3 separate regions of the Mus musculus genome follow, and all the other regions are linked to region 3. Evidence: chromatin contacts called from public promoter capture Hi-C data. All regions are on one chromosome and are shown on one strand. Each heading gives the region's core, a stretch centred on a gene start, on an enhancer-like site or on the middle of the called end of the contact. The rest is flanking DNA. Distances are from core to core; before and after follow the strand shown. Region 1 holds the start of Rif1 (replication timing regulatory factor 1). Region 2 holds the start of Arl5a (ADP-ribosylation factor-like 5A). Region 3 holds the start of Mbd5 (methyl-CpG binding domain protein 5).

Region 1 (4,670 bases), core at 957-3,456, 3.1 Mb after region 3:
GAACTGCCTGTTTCTCCCTCCAGAGTGCTGGGACTAAAGGTGTGTAACACCAAGCCTGCTTATTTATTTATTTTTGGTTGTTCGAGACAGGGTTTCTCTGTATAGCCCTGGCTGTCCTGGAACTCACTTTGTAGACCAGGCTGGCCTCGAATTTAGAAATCTGCCTGCTTCAGCCTCCCAAGTGCTGGGATTAAAAGCGTACGCCACCACGCCCGGCTGCCTGTTTATTTTTTAAATTAGTCTTTCTATGTAGTTCTGAGTCTCTGGAAACTTCCTATGTATATCAGGCTGGCTTTAATCTCAGAGTCAGAGATCCTCCTGCTTCTTCCTTCTAAGTGCTGGGATGAAAGGCATGCAGCACCACATCTGCCTCGTTTTGAAGAGGGAAAAAAAAAAGTCTGGCTATGTAGCTCTGACTGGCCTGGTTCTCATTATGTAGCCCAGGTTGTCCTGGAACTCACATCAATCCTACTGCCTCAGACTTGTGTTGGGATTACAGATTTGTGTTGATTAAATTTTCTAGAAATTTTGCAGGTAGTCTGTGTGGGTAAGGGAATTTGTTTTGATTCTAATCTTTCACCCTTTTCTATGAGATAGAAAACACCAAAGAGCAGAGAACTCATTAGCCTAGTAAAATTGCATGTGGAGCTCAACGATTTTACAAAAGCAACACTTGTTGCTCCCAGTACCTTGGACCAACCAGCAGAAACTTAAGTCATTTTAGGAGATCTAGAGCTGGGTGTGGTGGTGCACACCTTTAATCCCCAGACGCGGGAGGTTGGAGGATCTCTGTGTTTGAGCACCCGGGGTCAGGAGAATTTAAATCTCAATGGAAGGAATGTGGGTGGTGGTGGGGTAAAGGACGGAAAGATTCCACGGATTTCCCCACTCCCACTGAATGAAGCTGAAGGCTTGTCAATATTTGCTTTGACTTTTGTGACGGGCCTGCTTTGTAAGTCAGTGAGAGCTGGAACCGGAGCTGTCTTCTACCTCAGCCTTCTGAGTGCCGGGAAACAGGTGTGTACTACCGGGCTTAACTGACCCATAATTCTTGAAAAGGGGGATTTAAAATATGGGCTTCTCACAGGGAAAAGTTAGGTGCTGGTGGGTTGTTGAGAACAAGCGGCAGACTGGAGGTTGGAACCTAGGGCTTCAGTGTGCCAGGCAAATTCGCTAGTAGAGCCTGGCTCTGGGTGGCCCTATTATTCTTTGTTGTTATTTTTACTTTTTTTTTTTTTTTTTTTTTTTAAAGACAGGGTTTCATTATGTAGCTCTGATTGTCCTGGAACTCTTTTATCTGTCTGCCTAGCCAGTTTAAGTGTTGGGAGTAAAGGCGTGGGCCACTAGGTCCTGCTTCCCTGACCTTCTGTGCTTAAAGTTGAAACAATCTTGCGGGTTGTGGAGAGTGCTGAGAGGCACGTGAAACGATTTCAATGATTACCACGTTGTTTAAGGGTTTACTGTCGTTTCTGCCGCACCTGTGTATCCCAGGGCCACCGTCACCCCTCTACACCTGGGGTCCAATGGAAGTAAACCAATTCTAGGCAGTTGCCTCTGAGGAATCTCAAGGCTGAAGGGCGGTATTTTGAAATCTGCAAATCAATACCGCCCATTTCCAGGCCTTTGTTATGCACGCCATGGGTCTCCTTTAGCAACACTCCCCCCCTCCCCCCCGCTAAGAAATGTGCTGCCACTAGTCCCCACTCTCAGAAGCTGAGATGAAGTCAATTTCCTAAGGTCACAGACCAAAGCTTGAATGCGTGGCTTTTGAGGCACCTCCGACTTACTCATTGGGCTGGGGCTTAGAGGCAGAGAGCTAGGTTTAGCAAGTGGACCTCTAGAAAACAAAAACCCAACAACAGCAGCAGCAGCAAACAACAACAAAACAAGCCCAACAGCCTGCCATTCACTCTCAATCAAATGGTTTTGTGGGCTCCTTTGGGAAGCACTGGAGTTTTGCAAACTTGGTCGGCTGAGCAAGTAGCTGGAGTCAGGTGGAGTGGGGCACTAATTTACATCACCCATCTCTAGCCCCGGGCTGGAGGCGATACACACCCCCCGAGGTGCTCCGGGGGCGGGGGCGGGGGCGGGGGCGGGCAGCAGGCCATCGAGCAGCCCGGCGCGCCACCGCCCGTTGGATTGGCTCGAGCCTCTCCCGCCAGGCCTGCCCGGCTCCCGCGCGCCGCTGGGCCCGCCCCCCGCCGCCATCTTGGTCGTGGAGGAGCGGGCTGCACGCGTGAGTAAATAAGCGCGAGCCGGGAGCGGACGGCGGGCCCCGGGGCGGCGAGCTGCGGAGCGGACTTCCCGCGTGGGGGGTGAGGAGCGGGAGGCTCGGCTCGGCCCGGCCGGCGCCGCCTCTGCCCCCTCGCGGCCGTGCTGCCTGGGAAGCGGCGGCGGGAGCCGGGCAGGCGGGAGGCCGGCCTGCGAGCGCGCGGCCCGGCGTGCAGGTGAGGGCGCCGCGCGGGCCGTGCCACCGGTTACTGGGTGTCTTCCGGCCTCGCTGCAGGGTGGCGGCCGACATGACGGCCCCAGGTCGCAGCCCCCTGGAGCCGCTTCTGGAGACTTGGGAAGACCCCTCGGTGCCTCCGGGAGAGCAGACGGACGCCTACCTAACTCTGACCAGGTGAGGCGGGCCGGGGGGACGAGCCCGGGGCGGGAGCCGGGGCAGCCGTGGGGACCCGGCGGACGCGGGTAGTTCGGGGTGCACCGGGCCATTGCCTGCCGAGTGACGTTGCGGGGCGCAGCGGCGGCGTCCGAGGGCTTCTTCGGGGACGAGCGGTTCTGTATTTTTTTGTCTGGCCCGCAGACGGGAAAGCCTTTAAAGAAAAGTTTGGAGTCGAGAGGCGTTTGGAGAGCAGGGCTTTGCCCTGCGAACCTCGGACGCCGTGGGAAAGTTGGCGATCCGGAGTTAGTGGGTTTAGTTAGGGTCTTTGGCTCAGGCTCGCTCCAGTGCTCATCCCCCGACCCCGGCCTCGAACTTGTGGTTCTGCCGGAGTGGTTGAGATTACAGGTGCGCGAGTCAGCAAACCGGCCCCAGAATTGGCTTAAAAAAAAAAAAAAAAAAAGCAGAGCCAGGAACCCCGTTTTGACTTATTTGAAAGGCTTTAGAAAAATTTCTGAATTTTGTTAAACTTTCGTATTTTCTGAGTTAGAAAACATGATTAGGGAAAGGGATTCCCACTTTCTTTTCTCATGTAAAAATTACAAAAAAAGAAAAGAAAAAATACGTTTTCGAGGCCAAAAAGCTTTGAGGCAAGTTACCGCTTATATGTGGTCTAACTTAAAACATTTTTTCTCTATACCTTTAAACTTTTTAAAGAAAGAGGTTAATTCCAAGGGCTTGAAAGTCGTCTTTAAAAACTTAAAACAAAAAGCCAGTTACGAGTTAGAGTGCCTGCGGCTCCAGGTGTTGGATGGCTCTGGAACTGGAGTTACAGGTGGTTGTGAGCCACGATAGGGGTGCTGGGATTGAACACCAGTCTTCTGCCAGAGCCTCTCTGTGTTCTTACCCTGGATCATCTCTCCAGCCCTGAAAGTAATCCTTAAAGTGATGGCAATAACTTTTTGTTTGTTTGTTTATGCTTTCGACTAAGCTTATGTTCTATTTCCTTTAAAGTCGTATGACTGGAGAAGAAGGAAAAGAAGTCATTGCAGAAATCGAGAAAAACCTTTCTCGGCTGTACACGGTTTTAAAGGTCTGTGTTCCTTTCTTAATGACTTCGCACTGCCTCAGTCTGAACCCACTAGACTGAGCCCTTTGAAATCTTTTCTTAGCCTTCCAAATCTGGGATTCCAGGAGCAACTCTGACTAGCTTTCTGATAAAATGGTTTTTCACTGTGGATGGAGCATCATTATCCAGTGCATTGTTAATGCCCTGAATACAAAATATCATCAGTTATATTGATGAGATTATTATCTCAAGTGATTATATATGGTTCATCAGGTGCTCTCAGTTACCTTATGTGTCCTCTCACTTCAGTTCATGTATGTACCACTAAGCTACATCCATAGACCAAGTCTGCTCTTTAAAGCCCCACTTTGCAGGTTAGGAAATCGGTTCATTTGCCTAAAGTCTAAAGTGTCTAGGGTTGTCAGTTCAAAGCTTATGTCTTATTAAAACAATAAGATCTGTGTTTTGGAAGGTCTGAGTAATTTGTCCTAAAATGGCAACTATCTTAGTCTTCCCTTTCGATAGACAGTATTCATATTCATGCTTTTTTGTTTGTTTGTTTGTTTGGGGCAGAGGGATTTTTTCCAGTTTGGGAACCAGGTAGCTTAGCTAGGTGACAATCCTGTCTCTGCCTTCCAATTGGGATTATAGGCTGGCACTGACATACCCCACAGTACGTGTTATTTATTTTTATTTACATTAATTTTTGCTAATTTTGCTTTTTGGAACACTTTAAAAAATTAGTTAACTTGTTTTCCTTGTTTAATTGTAATAGTTAATATCGGACTGAGTGTATTCTTAGCCTCATCTGGCCACTTAGTGACGTCAGAACCTGCTATCAACACCTTTTAATACTCTTGTTTTTAGAATGAAAAGATTGAAGTGAATATCCCAGCCTTATTGAAATTGTTACTATTTTTTTTGACAGGGCCTCTAGCCCAGGCTGGCCTTGGACTTGTATATAGCTGAGGATGACCCTGACCTGATCCTTCTGCCTCC
Region 2 (4,311 bases), core at 1,352-3,851, 3.5 Mb after region 3:
CTCAGTCAACAGGGAGAAAAGAGGGGACAGAAAAGCTGACAGTGGCTTCTTAAAAAGATCAACAAGCATCAACACACTTGTTTCCTTTCCCAATTGTCTGACAGAAGTCACTCGAGCCTGCTTCCTCTCTTCCAGGAAAATATTCGGAGACAGAATCTCATGTTAGCCCAGGTTGGCCTTAACTTTACTATGTAACCAAGGACGTGCATCCTACGTGACAGGATCACAGGGGACCCCACCACCACATCCCGTTATCTCTTGAATGGGTGTGGTGAAAGGGAGGCAGGCCCTCTACCAACTAAGCTACAGCCCCAGCTACAATACTTTTTAATGGTGTCAATAAATGGCAGTATCTAGAATAAAGTTTGAGCGCTCCGGAATCTGTGCCCCACCTAAACATAGCTCTGGTTTTCTGGGCCCAGCAAGCAGTTCACCAGCTCAGCTTTAATTGAGCAGCTGCTTTTTGAGAAGCCAGAGCTGCTAAGTCTCTGCGTTCATCGATATAGCAAACTCTGCAATTACCCAAAGCCTCTCTCCGCAGCTCTCCATGAAAAGAGTATAGAAACGTGTGCTGATCCTTCTGTAAAACAAAGCATCGAAGACACACCTAACTTATGTGCCCCCTTCTCCACAGGTCCAAGACTAGCAACAAGTGTTTGTGACAGTGAATTCCGTGAGGCTACTGAGCTGGGAAGAGACCATTTAACGATTTTTTTTCTTCACGATCTCACTCTATTGACTGGTAATTTCCTAGGAACTGGACTCTATTAATCCTCTTGTTAATTTTCAAACTCTGAGTAAACGTTCAGGCAAATGCTACTACAAAATGCAGAGCACAAGATCTGTGCTGCTACCAATGCATTCCTGCTATCATGTGCAACTAGGTGAGTTTCTTTTAAAGTTCTAATTCATTTTTTAAGTTACAGCAACGGTTTGGTCACTGACTCAAAGAAGAAAGTGAGACCAGTACCAGAGACACTTTAAAGCAAAAGGTCTTTCTAAACCAAAGCAGAACTGAAACACTAGTCTCACTAAATTCAAGACTGTAGAGGACAGAACTAGAATAAGAACACTTATTACCCACACAAATATCACCAGTTCTACAACAATGTAACCTTTAGTACTTCAAACCTAGAGATTAAATATTCAAAAACTGTAGACCCCACAAATCCCTCCTGTGCTAGGTGAGAGTATCTAAACCCACAGAATTATGAAGCCACTAGAAACCACTACCCCGTCACACGTTCTCTGCTGACCAGACAGAGCTAATGGAAATATCCTCTTTATTGCCTTCCACTTCATTTAGTACCGTTATCTTAGGTATCATTTTTAAAAAAATTATTATTAAAAAAAGCAGAACCCACTAGGGATTACAAGTCCCATAAAACCAGCTCTATCCCAGAGGAGGAGCAAGCCCGGCAACTGCTCCTTCTAAATAGTAGGCGCCACCGTTCATTAAGTTTTAACTGGAAAAAGTGGGGGTGCGACAACGCTACCAGCTTATACAAGAGAAAAACTGTACGTGCTTGACAGATGGAATGAACTGCAAGTAGAGCTTTTTTTAAAAAAAAGCACTATATTTCATTTCAGTAACTATGTAGTTCTGTTAGGACCATATTCTCTCCAGTATCACACACCCATTTTGTAATTTTTTTTTTTAATAAATCCCCTATGCCTTTCCGTGGCAAATGTCTGCATTTAGGCGAACTTAACACAGTAACCTGCTAGTTACCTAATGCTAATGAAGCCTGCCTCCCGAGGCAGGCTTTTAAAAGCTTTCAGCGAAACACTTTAACAAGGGCCAAAAACAAAACAAAACAAAACAAAACCCAAAACCTTCTAATAACCTAAGAAAGAAAACGACCTTAGGCTTGACCTTTACCACTGAGACAAACGGCGCAAAGGAGAGACACTCCATCACTATTCCGCAGCGAGGGTCTCCCCGCCCATCCCCCCCACCCCCACCCCCACCCCCACCCCCCAAAGCGAACCAGACGGATCCAGCACTAGTTCCAGTTTTCCGCATTCTGCAAGCCGTGGGCTCGGTGGCGCCGCTAGGGTCAGGGCCCTCGGTCCTCACTCTAGAACCCCAGCTGTTGCCCGTGCGGCCCAAACACAATTGCGGGCAGGCGACGGGGATGGAAGCAGGCCAGGCAGCGCGCTGGGCCCTCGGCGTGGGGCAGGGCACCTTTTGCGCTCGCGATCAAATCGGAGAAATGGGTGTATGGCGGGAGGAACCTCTCCCCAGCTCCCCGGAGACAAAGGCGACCCTCCTGCCCGACAAGGGCCGGGACCTCCCCGCCCGGCCCAGCCTCACCCTGGTGATTGAACAGCCTCCAGATCCGGGTAAAGAGAATTCCCATCCTCGGGCAGCGGAGCCCTCCAGCCTCCCGGGCTCAGGCTGCGGGGCAGAAGGACGCGCCGGGGCCTCCGCCTCTGCTCCCGCGCCGGCCGCGCGCCCGCTTCCAGGGACCCGCGGGGAGGCCGCAGCCCAGGCCGCCCAGCCACGCGCGAGGCCCCGCCGCTACCGCCGCGGCGCTCGCCTGGCTCGCGGACATCGCCGCCGCGTTGTCTGCTCGAACCTCGCGGGCCACCGTCCTCCCCCAGCTCCTCTCCGGCGGTGGCTCGGGCAGGGGCGGGGCGGAGCGAGGGGACTGCGCAGGCGCCGTGCCCGGAGGCGGAGCGAGGGAGCTGGAGGCGGGGCAAGGGGGCTGGAGGCGGGGCGAGGGGCTGGGAGGCCTCTGCGGCGCGGAGGGTCAGTGGAAGGAAGGCTGCGGCGCTTTAGGCGCGCCAATGTCGGGGATTTGAGGTTGTTTCTAAGTCACAATGCAAATATGTAACCATACTCAACTCCAAAAGTGCCAGGTTTGGACCCCGACGATGGTAAGCTTTAAGTCTCTTTAGAGCCTATTTTCCCTGACAAGCAGCAGAAATCATTGGCCTATTTTTTTTTTTTTTTTTTTTTTTTTTGTCGCTGCGGTTTTTCGTACTTCTACCTTTGCTTCTCAGCGCTCTTCCCTCTCCAATCTCCCTCTGCTCTCAGGCCACTCTTGGCTAGAACACTTTTCCTTAAGTATCTCCCCGGTTTAAAAATCTTAAGGCACAAAAGCCGTCTGAGCTGAGTCCAAAAAGACTGTAGACAAGAAACTCACTGGTCTTCACGATATGATCGTCTTTTTCTCTCATTCAGGAGTCACCATCATGTTAAATAGATGGCCAAATGCTGTCTGTGCTCTTCATTCTGCTGCTTGCCTAAAGTTTAAACAGTTGTGCCTCCTGGTATGCGAGTGTCCAGCTCTGCGCCCCTGCGCACCCCCACCCCCACTCCCCGCAGGATAAGTGGCTGAAAAGTAAAATATAAGTAATCGCTGGCGAACTTGATCCGAACGAAGAGTTCTTGCCTGTGTTTTGTTTTTGTTTACTTTAGTTCCCTTTAGCTAAACAGGTAGACTCTAGATCTCCATATTCCTGATGTAGGAACAGGGTCGATTCCTGAGGTTAACTGACGACTGTGATAGTTTTGACTCAAAGAGAAACTGGGGTTGTCTACTTCTTCCACACACATAAACAAACAAAAAGAGTAGAATCAGCATCATCTCTTTCTATCCTCTTTAAGTTTGTAAAAGGGAGGGAAAAAAAAAAGGCAGAGACGGAAAAATGTGGGAGACTTGTGAAAGGCCCTTTCGAGCTGTTCCCGACCTTATCCTCAACAGCCACATGAAATGAAGCACTATACTCTGCCTGACTCCTAACCATATACTACCGTATAGCTCAATGTATGGGAAAGAGTTCTTCATCTTCTTTGGGGGCTTGCGTTCAAATGCCAGTCTTAGAGGAGGCATACATAAAGGAGAATTAGATCTGGATATACTTAATAGCCAGTGGGCTGTTTAGAAGATCAATGTTCGCATAACCAACTTACATGAGCTCTTTAGTGATTCCATTCCCATCCAGTTTAGGCAGGGCTTTAGCGGCTCTGAGTCATTTTACAAATTCCCACATGTCTTTGGCAACTTATTAATGTATGCCAGACCTACATTTACCCATGAAGTTAGAGATCTGTGTTTTAGAACTCTATTAAGGAAATGGTCTCTTAGGCTATTTTCCAAGTGTCCCTCACAGAAGGGGGGATGGAGTTGACTAGTAGAATCTTGGCTGACTTTAGTAGACAAAATACAAAATTGTTAACTATAGATGTAACTGGGAATCTTTAATGAGGGATATCAAACATTTTGTTCTTCCTTCTGAGACCTTCTAAATATTTTATCCATTTTTAAAGTCATGAGCAAAATGCCATGAAAGACCTCAGCT
Region 3 (4,702 bases), core at 1,176-3,675:
CTGGTCTACAAAGTGAGTTCCAGGACAGCCAGGGCTACACAGAGAAACCCTGTCTTGAAAAAACAATAAAAAAAAAAAAAAAAGAAAAAAAAAGAAAAGAATGTAATATTACAAGAACAGATTATCTATCTGCCGCAATGCTACAAATCCTTATGGAAAACAGCAAAATAGAAAAAGAAACTATACAAAAGACTTTAAAAGGATGATTTAAAAGACAATTTCTGAATGAATAAATCCAAACAGCCAAGTTTCTGAAAACAGTCAATATCACCAGTACAGAACTTTACTCAACACAGAGCAAATTATAAAACTACCCTCATTAGATTGACAAAATTAAAAGCTAGTTGTTGGTGAGAAGGTACAAGTAAGGCTCGCTCACACCTGAGGCCGGGGGATGAGACAGCATGCCAGTCTAAATGTTTGGTGAAACTGAAGACAGCCACATACAACTCATAAAAATACATAGCTATATTCACATAAAATTATGTAGTATTCAGATCATTATTATGTAGCTATGTAGATCATTTAGTAGTAAAGAAATGAATACAAGTCAAAGTCCATTAAGACTAATGGTGGCTTAGTTATAAAAACAGTGCCTTTACCTTAGAAACTCTTACACCACAACAAAAAAATATATAAATTACAGCAAAATGTATTAACAGGGTCAAATCTCAGCCAGGTAAATAAAGGGTCCGACTTAATAGGGTGTGTGAACTACCTACCTACAAGCAGATAAAAAGAGGCCAATTGAGAATTTGTTTAGAAGCGCTGACATACATTTTTACTAAAAGAAAAGCAGTGAATCACAAGAATCAAGATAATAGTAAGGTGGCACCAGAGGAAGAGAGGCCTGGAAGCAATTAGTGGGCCTGTTCCTGCCAGCTGCTACCCATGTTTTGGTTCTTGATTCATAGTGGTTACAGGTTATGTATGCTACAGTCGTTCTCTACATCTGTGTTTTGTGCAGTTTCCCACACACTTAGGCCATTACACAAAACAGGATTTAAAAGTTTTACCTAGGTCATAATAGTTTTCTATAAGAAGATTGAGACTTGGTTTTCTAATAAAAATTTTAGGGCACTGGAGTTTTGTTTTGAACCCATCTGACATAATTACCTCCCTAGGACGAAGGAAAAAAAAAAAAAAGCACCGTGCAATGGATACATTAAATAGCGTACTGTATAGACTTGCACCAAGAACAATTCGGGAAAATGTGTAACTTTTAACAGACTGAATCCTACTGAGCAGAACTAAAATAGTTAAGACTAAGTAAGAGTAAGTGCGAAGATCTCCGATTTTGAATTTTTTTTAATGTAACTTGGATTATTAAAGACGAGGTAATAGTCCTCCGATGTATCTTGACAAAAACCAGCTAAAAGACTAACGAAGAAAGTTAAAATGAAAAAGAAGCCGTTATTTCACTATAAAAAAAAGAAACACCCAGACAAAAAGCTTTCTCTTTAGCTCCACAAGAAAAGAATATTTCAAGGCTTTTCTTTTTTAGTGACAAAACTCTGTATGAAAGACCAAACAATCCCAAGCATCCTCAAACGGGCAGTCTTTTGTGTTTGCAGCATTAAGGCAGAGAGCATGCAGGGAGCCCTCACTCAGACCTTTCCTGCCCGTTCCTTGCCTACATGCCTACAGCTTCTCCAAAATCCCAAAGAAAACAGAAAAGTCAGGAAGGCAGGATGTGTATGAGCAAGGCTACCGCAGAAGCTGATCAAAAGGCACACATCTGGTTAGGTTTTTCCAAATATGTCGCACGCTCTAAAGCAGGTAGTGCTTCTCTCTCTGCAGAGAACCTGACCTCTCAACACTGCCCAATCATGTTCCTCACCCAAAAGCCTTCTGTAGCCCGTCTCTGCTGAGCTCTGTGCCCGCTTCGTCCACAGCAGCTCCCGGAAGCCGAGAGCCAGGGGCAGGCCTCCTGCTTTAGGCCTACCCGGCCTGCACGAGCCTCCCACTCCCCTCAGATTGTCCACCCGCCCGTAGCCACTGCGGCCCTCACCTTGCCTACGAGACCGGCCTTACCTCTCCCAGTCAAGCCTGCCTAAATCGGGCAAAGCCGGCCGCCGCCGACGGTGAGGACCGAAGGATGTTCACCACCTTCTCAGTCCCGCTGCTCCTACTGCAGCCCACCGCGCACAGCAACTCCCAGCATGCACGGCGACCGGCCGGCTTTGGCGGCCCCGCCCCCGCTCCGCCCCACCACGTGACCTGCTTTCAGGTCGGTCCCCGCCTACTTCCGTCCCTCCGCTCTCCCAGAGGAGGGAGGAGGCAGCTGGGGCTGCTCTAGAGTAGCAACTTCCTCCCTCTTCCCGCCCCCGCCCGGCTACCCCCTGCTTACAATGGCTTCCGGGTCGCCAGCGCCTTGGAGCCTTCTGGGAAAACCATCTCATTTCCTCCCCTCCCCCTCCTCCTTGCCTTCCACCAACCAGCCTCCCGTCAGAACGGGACATGCGCAGTGAGTGCCTCCCGTCTCGTCTCCCCGAGCCCCCCCTCCCCCCCAAGCAGAGAGACCCCAGCAGCAGCAGCAGCTGATGATGAAGAGAGAGGCAGTGGCAGAGGGGGGGCACCTTTTATTTCTATTTTTAAAGGGACAGGACACTAATTTTACCCCACTTCAACCTTGAATTGAGGGGGGTGGGGGGAAGGCGGCCGAGTTCCTCCCCCACCCTCCAGCTCTGAGCCCCGAGTGGGGGAATTGAGCCTGAGAGAGGAGAGGAGTTTCTTCTTCTTAGAAAAACCCCCATCCACGACTCCTACCCGCTCAGCCCTCCACACGCCTGCTTCCAGAGCCCCCTCCACCCTCCTTCTCTGTGGCCGGGAGAGAAGGAGAGAAAGAGACCAAAAGCCTCTTAGCAACACAGACCCTTGGCTGCTGCTGCTGCTACTGCTGCTGCTGCTGCTGCTGTTGCTGTTGCTGCTGCTTGGCCCTGGCTGAAGACATCTCCCTACACCGGGAGCAGCCACTTCCCCAGCTCTCCTCCTCCTCCTTCGCCTCCTCCTCCTCCACTCCCCCCCTTTATTACCCTTTGTGTCATCCTCCACAGCTCCAGGGAAGGCACTCAAAAGTGGGGGGCAGGAAAGGTAAGTGTGTCTGTGGGGGCTCCATTGCCTTCCTCTGGCTCTGACTTTCACTCCGGGGCAGCAGTAGCACCAAACCTCATACGCAGTGGAGCTCCGGGGTGAGGAGGGGGTGGTGCTGGGGGGGGGGGGAGTGAAGGAGGGGCGGGAGTGAGGAGGGGTGTGTGAGGTGGGGTGTCCACCCTGTCAGGGAAGGAAGGACACTTTTATTTTTATTTGCTGTTGTCAAAAGTGCTTTCTCCAGCTAACATCTGATTGTGTCTTGCTTCACTGGGGGAGAATACAAAAACAACCCCCTCCTTCCTCCAATGAGGCGCCAGGGAAAGAGACAGAAAAGAGGCATACTTTCTGGATGTCACTTAAAAAATTACGTTTGGAGAGATTTTTTTTTCCTCTTTCCTCAGGAAAAGCTGCCTGCATTTGTTTCTGAGTGGGAAAATGTCGGGATCTGAATTGTGTTGGAACTGCTTTAACCAGTTGTAGACCTGAGTGTTTCTCTCTCTTTGCTTGTCTGTGGCTTGGATATTGACTTTAGTGTTGAAAGACTTGACTGGTTTTACGTTAGGTGTTTAGCTTCTCCATTTTTCATTTTGTCTGAATGGCATAGCGAATTTCAAATTTTACTTCATAAGGCCTTTGGTTGGATTTTACACTTGTCTCTCTCTCTCTCTCTTTTTTTTTTTTTGTAAAAAATATTTGCTTCATGTTTGACTATATATTTAAAGCTTAAAATGCTTAAAGTTTAAATGCCATTGGTATTCTCTTTTCCCACATACCTTTCTGGTATTCATTTTCCACAACATGGAAATATTAGATATTTCATAACTAACTTTTCCCCCTCTAATCGTTGTAACTTGTCTGAACAAGTAATCCCCATTGAAAACTTTATGTTGTTCTTGCTGCATAGAAGGCCAGATATCCCCATCAATATTTTGCTGGATTGGTATCACTTCAGTTTTAACTGAATTATTTATTTACTGTTGTAAACCGAGAAGAGGTTTTCATCTCAATTTTTGTTGTGAACAAATTGTTCACATATGTAACAAAATTAATTTCCAAAATAAACTTTAATGAGTTAAAAAATCATGAAGTTGTAGTTTGTTATAGTTGGCAACAATCGAAAGGTAAATCTAGATTTAGATTTATAGAGTAGCAGTCTTGATTAAAAATAACTATTCTGTATTCCTATATGATATATTCTTATGGCTTTCATTTTATAGTGCTATATTTTCTTTATATTTATATATTATACCTATATTTCAAAATAGAGCCAAATTTTATTCCAGCAGTACTAAAAATATATTTCTGTTGTAGGCCTCATGGTTACAGCTTACATTAGGAGGTAATATTTTGTTTCATTTATCCATTTCTTTAGCCTTCTTTGAAAATGGATACACACATTCATATTCTATCTGTATGCTTCTCTTTCACTTTATAAAAACCGCATTGGTTTTTTTTATTCCATAATTTATGTCAGCAATAGAAAAACAGTCATTCAATCAGCAAAAAGGATTGAAGAAATAAATCTATAAAGACATTTGGCATGTGATCTTTGACGTAGTAGTACACTGTGATGATCCTTTTTTTTTGTTTCATATTTTTTGCTTGATTG

Evidence for each region. Promoter capture Hi-C pulls out the DNA fragments that hold promoters and counts their contacts.
Region 1: a contact with region 3 is called in a promoter capture Hi-C map of pre-B cells. The contact joins the promoter of Rif1 here to the promoter of Mbd5 in region 3.
Region 2: a promoter capture Hi-C map of pre-B cells shows a contact between it and region 3. The contact joins the promoter of Arl5a here to the promoter of Mbd5 in region 3. A contact is called at or near these places in 2 of 39 promoter capture datasets (cranial neural crest and pre-B cells).

Annotation. Positions count from the first base shown.
Region 1 is chr2:52,070,631-52,075,300 of GRCm38.p6, forward strand. Rif1 (replication timing regulatory factor 1) reads left to right here and starts at 2,207. Exons shown (of 36, transcript NM_001355415.1): 1 at 2,207-2,236; 2 at 2,507-2,623; 3 at 3,617-3,695. The coding sequence starts at 2,520.
Region 2 is chr2:52,422,273-52,426,583 of GRCm38.p6, forward strand. Arl5a (ADP-ribosylation factor-like 5A) reads right to left here and starts at 2,602. Exons shown (of 6, transcript NM_182994.2): 1 at 2,318-2,602. The coding sequence starts at 2,363. It overlaps A430018G15Rik (RIKEN cDNA A430018G15 gene), which reads left to right and starts at 2,740. Exons shown (of 3, transcript NR_165461.1): 1 at 2,740-2,883.
Region 3 is chr2:48,947,083-48,951,784 of GRCm38.p6, forward strand. Mbd5 (methyl-CpG binding domain protein 5) reads left to right here and starts at 2,426. Exons shown (of 17, transcript NM_029924.2): 1 at 2,426-2,467. It overlaps Orc4 (origin recognition complex, subunit 4), which reads right to left and starts at 2,185. Exons shown (of 14, transcript NM_011958.4): 1 at 2,035-2,185.